Regions from separate parts of the Bactrocera dorsalis genome. Here region 2 is linked to region 1. A link is a contact called in public Hi-C data. All regions are on one chromosome and are shown on one strand. Each heading gives the region's core, a stretch centred on a gene start, on an enhancer-like site or on the middle of the called end of the contact. The rest is flanking DNA. Distances are from core to core; before and after follow the strand shown. Region 1 overlaps LOC105226277. Region 2 overlaps LOC105226277.

The links. A called contact is a pair of places that touch in the nucleus more often than the background predicts.
Region 2: a contact with region 1 is called in a Hi-C map of whole body, with 2.6 times the contacts expected there. The contact joins two enhancer-like sites. A contact is called at or near these places in 2 of 2 Hi-C or Micro-C datasets (both in whole body).

What each region holds. Positions count from the first base shown.
Region 1 is chr3:16,892,705-16,896,595 of ASM2337382v1, reverse strand. All of the region lies in intron 14 of LOC105226277, which reads left to right. Among protein-coding and RNA genes, the nearest start is that of LOC105226277, 140 kb to the left of the region's middle. Within about 2 kb of position 2,120, the one cell type or tissue checked has open chromatin away from gene starts, as enhancers often do.
Region 2 is chr3:16,930,447-16,934,337 of ASM2337382v1, reverse strand. The region is part of intron 14 of LOC105226277; the gene reads left to right. Among protein-coding and RNA genes, the nearest start is that of LOC105226277, 100 kb to the left of the region's middle. Within about 2 kb of position 1,812, the one cell type or tissue checked has open chromatin away from gene starts, as enhancers often do.

The DNA.
Region 1 (3,891 bases), core at 871-3,370:
CATATTTGTGTAATTTTCCATAAAATAACCTAATCAAAGTCGCACATAAATTATTGTTTTATGGAAAAATCCGTACTCGTAACATTAATTAGCTTTGTCTGTTTGATTACACCATCAAGGTTATATATTTTACAAGCATATATATGTATATGTACATAACCAAAAAATCAATATTTTCAGTTTAATTTATTGTCAAATGTTGTCTTTATTGCAACAAGATAATTTCATTTGTAGATAACAATATGTTACTTACATACATACATGCAAAATATCAATAGCCAGAAATTTAGGTTTCATATTGTATATATGTACGTACATATATACATATACGTATTTATATAAATTCGACCAGGTTTTGAGGTTATATGGTTCGTTACCTACAACTTTGCCGTACAACTTTTTTCTATAGGACTCATAGGATCGTGATAAACCTTCTTATACCTTAAAAATTCAACCGCCTCCTCTTTTCGACCACAGGTCGCCCGTTAATTATTTTTCCTTTCATTTCGTTAATGTATGTATTTCAGCCTGCTCTGTGATTTTCTTTCACTATTTACCATTTTCACAGGCTTCTACACTGGTCTAAATACAAAAAATACTTTTTTGAAATCGGTCCTTGAACAGTATTACTTTGTCAGTGGAAACACCATACGGCAAAGTCGGCATTCAGTGAGGCAATAGATGACTCCATCCCGACTTCCTCTATACAACTTTGGCGGCAGAATATTTAGCCGCATCGCGTTTGAACCTATAAAAAAATGTTTGAGGCGAGATTGCCTTTGCCAAGAACCAGTAGTTCTTATGGTTCACTCTAGGCAGGAAAGATCTCGCTATCGCAAAAGATCTGGCCATTGACTGTTGTTGAGTTCACTGGAAGTCCAGATTCAAAAACAGAACGCAATCGTATGAAATTGGGAAAAGGAGGTCCCTCTAGTAAACTCATTCATACAAGTCTAATAGGGAAGAAGCTTAAAGTTATTGCTTACGAGGTCTTGCACTCCTAAAATTAACTTAGTTTTGAGCGCATAGTCAGGGAGCTCAAAGCCAGAATACCAGCTCGACTGTGGTAGTGAATACAAACCTCTCTGAAGCTGCAAGAGCAGTTCATCTACTGTTATCTAGGTGACAGAAACCCTCGCTAGAAGGATGCTGCAGTGGCCTGATAGCCTGAAATTAGAGTTGCTGAAGAGCTTCCCACAAAAGACTACACCACCTACTCTCCTTCTTAACTTCGAACCATCCGAAGACTGAAAAAAAACCGCCAGGAGTAGGTCTTGCGATACAGTGAGCTAGATTGTAAAGAATGCAATTGAAACAGTGGAGAATTTCAATGTGTCTTTGGCTGGGGTCCTTCTTATACTTAGTTTCTTTAACAAAAGTTTAATAGTAGCCGTCGAACATCTACCAACAGAAGGGAATTTAGTGGCATTATTGGGGTTGTTCTTAAGGCACCGCAGATGCGGATGAGAGCCGCTCTATGAACACGCTCCAGCTGTTAACTGTTGTAAACTTAGGGACTATTTCACTGTAAACCAAGTTTAATTATTAGTAATAAAATTATCGATAAAAAAATCAATTATGAATAATGATTAAAATTATCGATTAAAATTGAATTATTGATAATGAATAAAATTATCGATGATAAAAAAAGTTTCGATTATGCTTAAAATTATCGATGATGAATGAAATTATCGATAATAAATAAAATCGACAATACAAAATCAAATAAATGATACAAATTAAATAATCCATAAAAGTAAAATAATCGATAAAAATTTCGATAATACACAAAATTATCGATAAAAATCGTAAACTGCTCACTGAAATCAAAATTATCGATAAAAATCGTACTTGTACTCACTGAAATCAACTAACGAATACTTTGTGAGAATTCGGGAAAAACGTTTTTCGCTTCTCTAAATTTCATGCCATTAAATGTAAACAAAACGGCGCTAAAAAAATATTGCTTGAATGATGCCCTCGGTGCCGCATTGCCTGTGCGCGCAGTCAATTTTAGAGTGTATTTTTTTGTTTACTTCACTTTTTAAAGCGCAAATCTGACTAGCGGTAGTGAGTGTAAAAAAATACAAGTTATCAGCAATGTTTGTCGCTACTACACATGCACATTAACCCTGACCTTGGCGGTTGTTATGTGCCCCAAAGGCGTAAGGAGATTGCGGTATGTAGTTGTTCACTGGAGGCAACGACTCAAAAAAACTAATGCACACACACACACATGCCTGCATATACACAAGTCATACAAATGTGATGAATACAAAAAATATGAACTAAAAAAATTTTAAAGTAAAAACAAAAGTATGACAAAAAAAAATAAAAAAATTAAAAAGTGCCGATAACACTTTTTCGTACTTGAACTTAGCAGAGACGCGGTTTTACGAACAACCTTCAGTGCTTTAAGTTATTTGTGTTTCGAAATACTTCTCCAACATTAGTAAATATAACCGTTTATTCTTGCAGTTTTTGTAAAAACAACCAAATCTTATCACCAAAGAGGAAAATATATATATATTTTTACAAAGCAAATATGTATGAATAAGTGCTGCAAAAAATATTATTGAAAAAAATATAAAAAAAATAAAAAGTCGACTAACATGTAAAACTATTTTGCCTTGAAATTAAAAAAAAGTGTTAAACAAATTTTTGTAAAAATCTAACCAACAACAACAATACCAAAAGTAACCACATTAACATAAAATGGATGGCGAACCGATAGTCGCGCCCACAGTACGTCGAAATCCGAGCATAAAACGTTTGCTGAAGTTCCCATGGGGTGGGCAAGGTAAGACCACAAAGTACTTATGTATAAAAAAAATGAAGATTGAAACGACTAGTAATTAAAAAAATATATTTTTTTTATTAAAGTTTCTTTTTTTGTTTTAATAAGCTAATGGTATTTATAAAACTCAAATTTAAAATGGGTATACTATATTATTTATAAAAAATAAAAATATATATATTTAGAAAATATTAAAAAAAATTCAAATTATTTACAAAAGATACGTAAAAAAGACAAAAAAAATATACCTACATAAATATTTACAAAGAAAAAATAAATATTTCCAAACCACAAAATCCAAAAAATGCAAATATTTTAAAATAATAGTTTTTTAAGAGAAAATAAAAAAAATTTAATAAAATAAATATTTAAAAAAATAAAAAAAATATATTTGAAAAGTTAAAAGAAATATTTTCAAACCAAATACAATATTATAAACAATATTTTAAAAATATGAAATGAACAATATTGTTATAAAAGAATATATTAAAAAATATTAAAAAATAATTAAAAATATAAAAATTTTAATAAAAGTAAATATTAAAAGAAAAATATAATACATAATAAAGATTTAAATAAATAATATTAAATAAAATAAATATTTACTAAAGTAAAACCAAAAATTGAAAAGCAAATGTTAAAAAAATATTTACCGAAATATTAAAAAGAAATGTTAAAAAACCTATTAAAAAAATTATTAATAACAAAAATGCTTAAAATCATAAACAAATATTTACAAACCAAACATTATAAAAAATGCTTTAAAAATACTAAAAATATATTATTATAAAAGAATATATAAAAAAAATTCTTAGTGAAAATATTAATAAAAAATATAAATAAAAATCAAAATTAAAAAATTGTGTAATATACATATACTAATTAATTAAATAAATAATATTAAATAAAATAAATATTTAATAAAATATTAAAAAATAATTTAAAATATAAAAATTTTAATAAAAGTAAATATTAAAAGAAAAATATAATACCTAATAAATATTTAAATAAAAAGTAAAATATAAAAAAAAAATATTTGAAAATTAAAAATTTTAATAAAAATAAATATTAAAAAAAAAATATTTGAAAATTAA
Region 2 (3,891 bases), core at 563-3,062, 38 kb before region 1:
AGTACTTTATTTGCACGCTTGGTGAGACGGTGGCTTGCGTCTTCGACGGTTTGAGTGGAAGCCCTGGCCTTAGCGAAAGGCGCGCGCGGCGTGACGACAGACAGTTACGGCGCAGAAGAAGTGTTAAGAATTTAAAGAAAATCTTAAAGTAATTATTTTATGAAAAAAAATTTATTTTTTTTTTTTAATCTTAAAAAGTTATTTTGCAAAAACAAAAAGAAAAAGTATTTTTTAACCTTAAAGTAGTCATTTTGCAAAGAAACAAAATCAAAAATTGTTGGTGTTAATTTTTTTTTTTGTAATTGAGTGTTTCGCAAATGAGTTGTGAGCGTTTTGTGCAAAAAAAAAATTAATTAAAAAATATTTAAAGTGTAAATTTGTGTAAAGTTGTTTATTTGAAAAAAAAGCGTTTAAAAACTTCGTCGCCAATCAGTGAAAGCCTGGTAGTTACGAGTGCGACATTAAAGCAGCAAATGCCATAAAAATTACCGTTAAATGAAAATCTGTAAAAAATATTTTTAAAAGTGTTTTCAAGCGTTTGCGAAAAATGCATATTTTTGTATTTGTTTTTGTTTTTGTGCGCATAAAAATACCTTAAGTGCATTTGTATGTGTATTTGTGTATATGTGGCTGCATGTGAAAGTGGCTAATAGCCGCACGAGCGGCGCTTCATTTTAGTGCTGTCTAATCATAAAAAGCAAATTAAAAATCAAACAAAAAATTAAAAAACGATATAAAAAAGTGTAAAAAATATAAAAAAATTTTAAATTTACAAAATATTTTTAAAATTATTTTTACAAATAAAATTAAATAAAAAAATCGAAAAAAAGTGTAAAAAAAAATTAGAAACAATTTAAAAACACAATTTCAAAAAGTGTAAAAAAATAAAAAAAAATTTAAAAAATTTACAAAATATTTTTAAAATTATTTTTACAATTAAAATTAAATAAAAAAACCGAAAAAATGTGTAAAAAAATATATATTTTAAATGATTACTAATTTTTTTTACATTGTTTTTTAATTAAAAGAATAAAAAATTTGTTTTTAAATTATTTTAATTTTTTCTAAAAAAAAAAATTAAATTTTTTTAATTAAAAAACAAAAAAAAAATTAATAATAATTTAATATATATATTTTTATTGAAAATAAGGTAAAAAATAAAACAGAAATATTTTTAAAAATAAATTTTTTAATTAATTTTAATGAAAAAAAAAATGTAAATATAAACATTAATTATTTTTAATTAAACTTTTTAATTAAAAAAATACATATTTTTTTTATTTAAAACAATTTGAAAGTTTAAAATCTTAAATTTAACAGTGTTTAGTGCTGACGTTTCGAGTCCAGCATTATTTTTTCCTATTTGTTGTTGTTATTATTGTTGCTAACGCCCGCAGCGCTGTCTCTCCGGCTGCCTGTTGCCGCTCCCTTGTCTTCCTGTCAAATTAAATAGAAAATTTGCAAGCATTTACAGCAATATGCACAACAACAACAACCATACAATGTTTATAGAAGCAGTGTTAAAGCGCAACAATAACAACAACAACATTGCAGTAACGGATACACAGTCAGCGTTGCATTGAAGTATAGATGCTGCAGAGCAGATACATGGCATATCAGGCACATAAAGTCAGCTCTCGTTTGCTCGCCTTCAACGTCACAAGAAATGCAAACTACAACAAACGCACACACACACACATGCATACTAAACACATGCATAAATCCGCCTGGAAGTGCACCCTGCTCACAGCTGAGCGAAAATTGCACGCCGCACCGCAGCGCTCGTGTGGCAGCCAGTCAGTCAGCAGTCGAGTCGGTGCAACAACTGTATTCCATACATACATACATACAAATGTATGTGTGTGCTGCTTTATACGGTTGCTAGAGACTGATTCACTGGCGTTGCGGGCTCCACCATTTACTCCAACTGCCACGGAAGCTGCCATTGCTGGCGGATTCTTTGCGATTTGCCTCTATATGTATGCTTATATGTACATATGTCTATAATATATACATATATATGTATGTGTATTTGTTGCCCGTTAATGTAACTGTGCAACTGCTGCGGCTATGGTGGCGTGAATTATTGAAACATTGGTGCATCTTTAGCTGCGCTTTGCTTTAATTTGTGCTCTCAAGTGGATTAATGGTGTCAGCAGTTTAGGTTTTATTTTCTTTTTTCACTCGTTTTTCGCCAGCTTTTAGTTCAGTTTGCTTTACGGCTAACTGTTGTGCATCTCAGCTGCCATATCTTCACACCTCAAATGCCGTAAGCGCAAAACGTCTGTCTGCTCGAGTTCAATGTATTGCACCCACCTCTGCTGCTTGTGCTTCTTCCCGCTCTTCTTCTTCTACGCTCATGCACAATGTTTGCTCAAATTAGTTTACTTTTGCTTATTTTTATATTCATACAACTTTTTGTTGTTGTCATTTTCTTGCGCAGTTCGTCATATTTCTCCTTAATTAAATAGAAATCGCGTGCAAAATCATATTTCCCTGTTTTCAGCAAAAAAAAAAATACCTTAAATACAGTTACTTTTGGCGCGGCTGGGTTGGTTTAGTGTGGCGTTGTTTTGCTGTGCAGAGATAAGAAATTGTTTTTGTGGTTTTTTGTTGCGCTATATAAACTTGAGTGCCGTTCCTAATAAAAGCAAGTGATTTTTTGAAGGAAATTTTTTTTTTTTTTTTAAATAAAATTGGAATAAAAAATTGAAAATTTTAATTTTAATTAAAAATTTTTTATAAAAAAATTTAAAAAAAATTTAACTCAATATGATTAATTTTGAAAGTAATTTTTGAATACTTTTCAAGTTTTTAATAAAAAATTTTTCAAATTTTAATTTTTTTATTTTTCGAATTTTAAATTTTCATTCCAAATTTTTTAAATTGAAAATTTAATTTCTAATTTCAAAATCGAAATTTAGAATCGAAAATTTAATTGTTAAATCTTAAATCAAAATTAATAAATTTTTTAAAAACAAAAATTTTAGATGAAAAATTAAATTTTTAATTAATTAAATTTTTAATTTTTTATTAATTAAATTTAAATTTTTAATTAATTAATTAATTAATTTTTTTTATATTTAATTAATTAAATTTTTAATTTTTTATTTCTAATTAATTAAATTTTTAATTTTTTATTTTTAATTAATGAAATTTTTAATTTTTTATTAATTAATTATTTAAATTTTTAATTTTTTATTGAATTTTTAATCCAAATGTTTGAAATTGAAATTTTAATTTCTAAAATAAAAATCATAAATTTAATTCCAAAAGCAAAACTGAAAAATGATTATCTATTTTTGAACTTAAAAAGTGGTGTAAAAGCTCCTATTCTTGAATTAGTTTGAAAAGTGATAAAATTGAAAATGAATTTTCTAAAAAAAAAATATGGATTAAAATTAAAATATTAAATTTTCTATTCCAATTTTAAATGTTCAATTCAAACTTTTTTTTGGTAGAAAATTTCGGAAATTTTATTTTTAATTTTAAAATAAACATTTTTCGTATTTTCAATTTTCAATTTAAAATTTTTAAACTAAAAATTTAATTTCTAGTTTCAGAATCATAATGAAAATAAAAATTAAATTTTTTCAATTAATTTTATGTCTTTTTTCAATTCTAATTTTATTTTTTTTTAATTATAATTTTTTTTTTTATTTAAATTTTTTTTTAAATAAAATTTTTTTTAATTTAAATTTTAATTTAAAATTTTTAATTTTCATTTTTTTAATTTTCATTTTTTTTGAATATAATTTTTTAATTTTTTTTTTATTTTAATTTTTTTTTGTTTTAATTTTTTTTTATTTTAATTTTAGTTTTTTTTATTTTAATTTTAGTTTTTTTTTTAAGTTTTAATCCAATATCTTTCGAATTTGTAACTTTGATTCA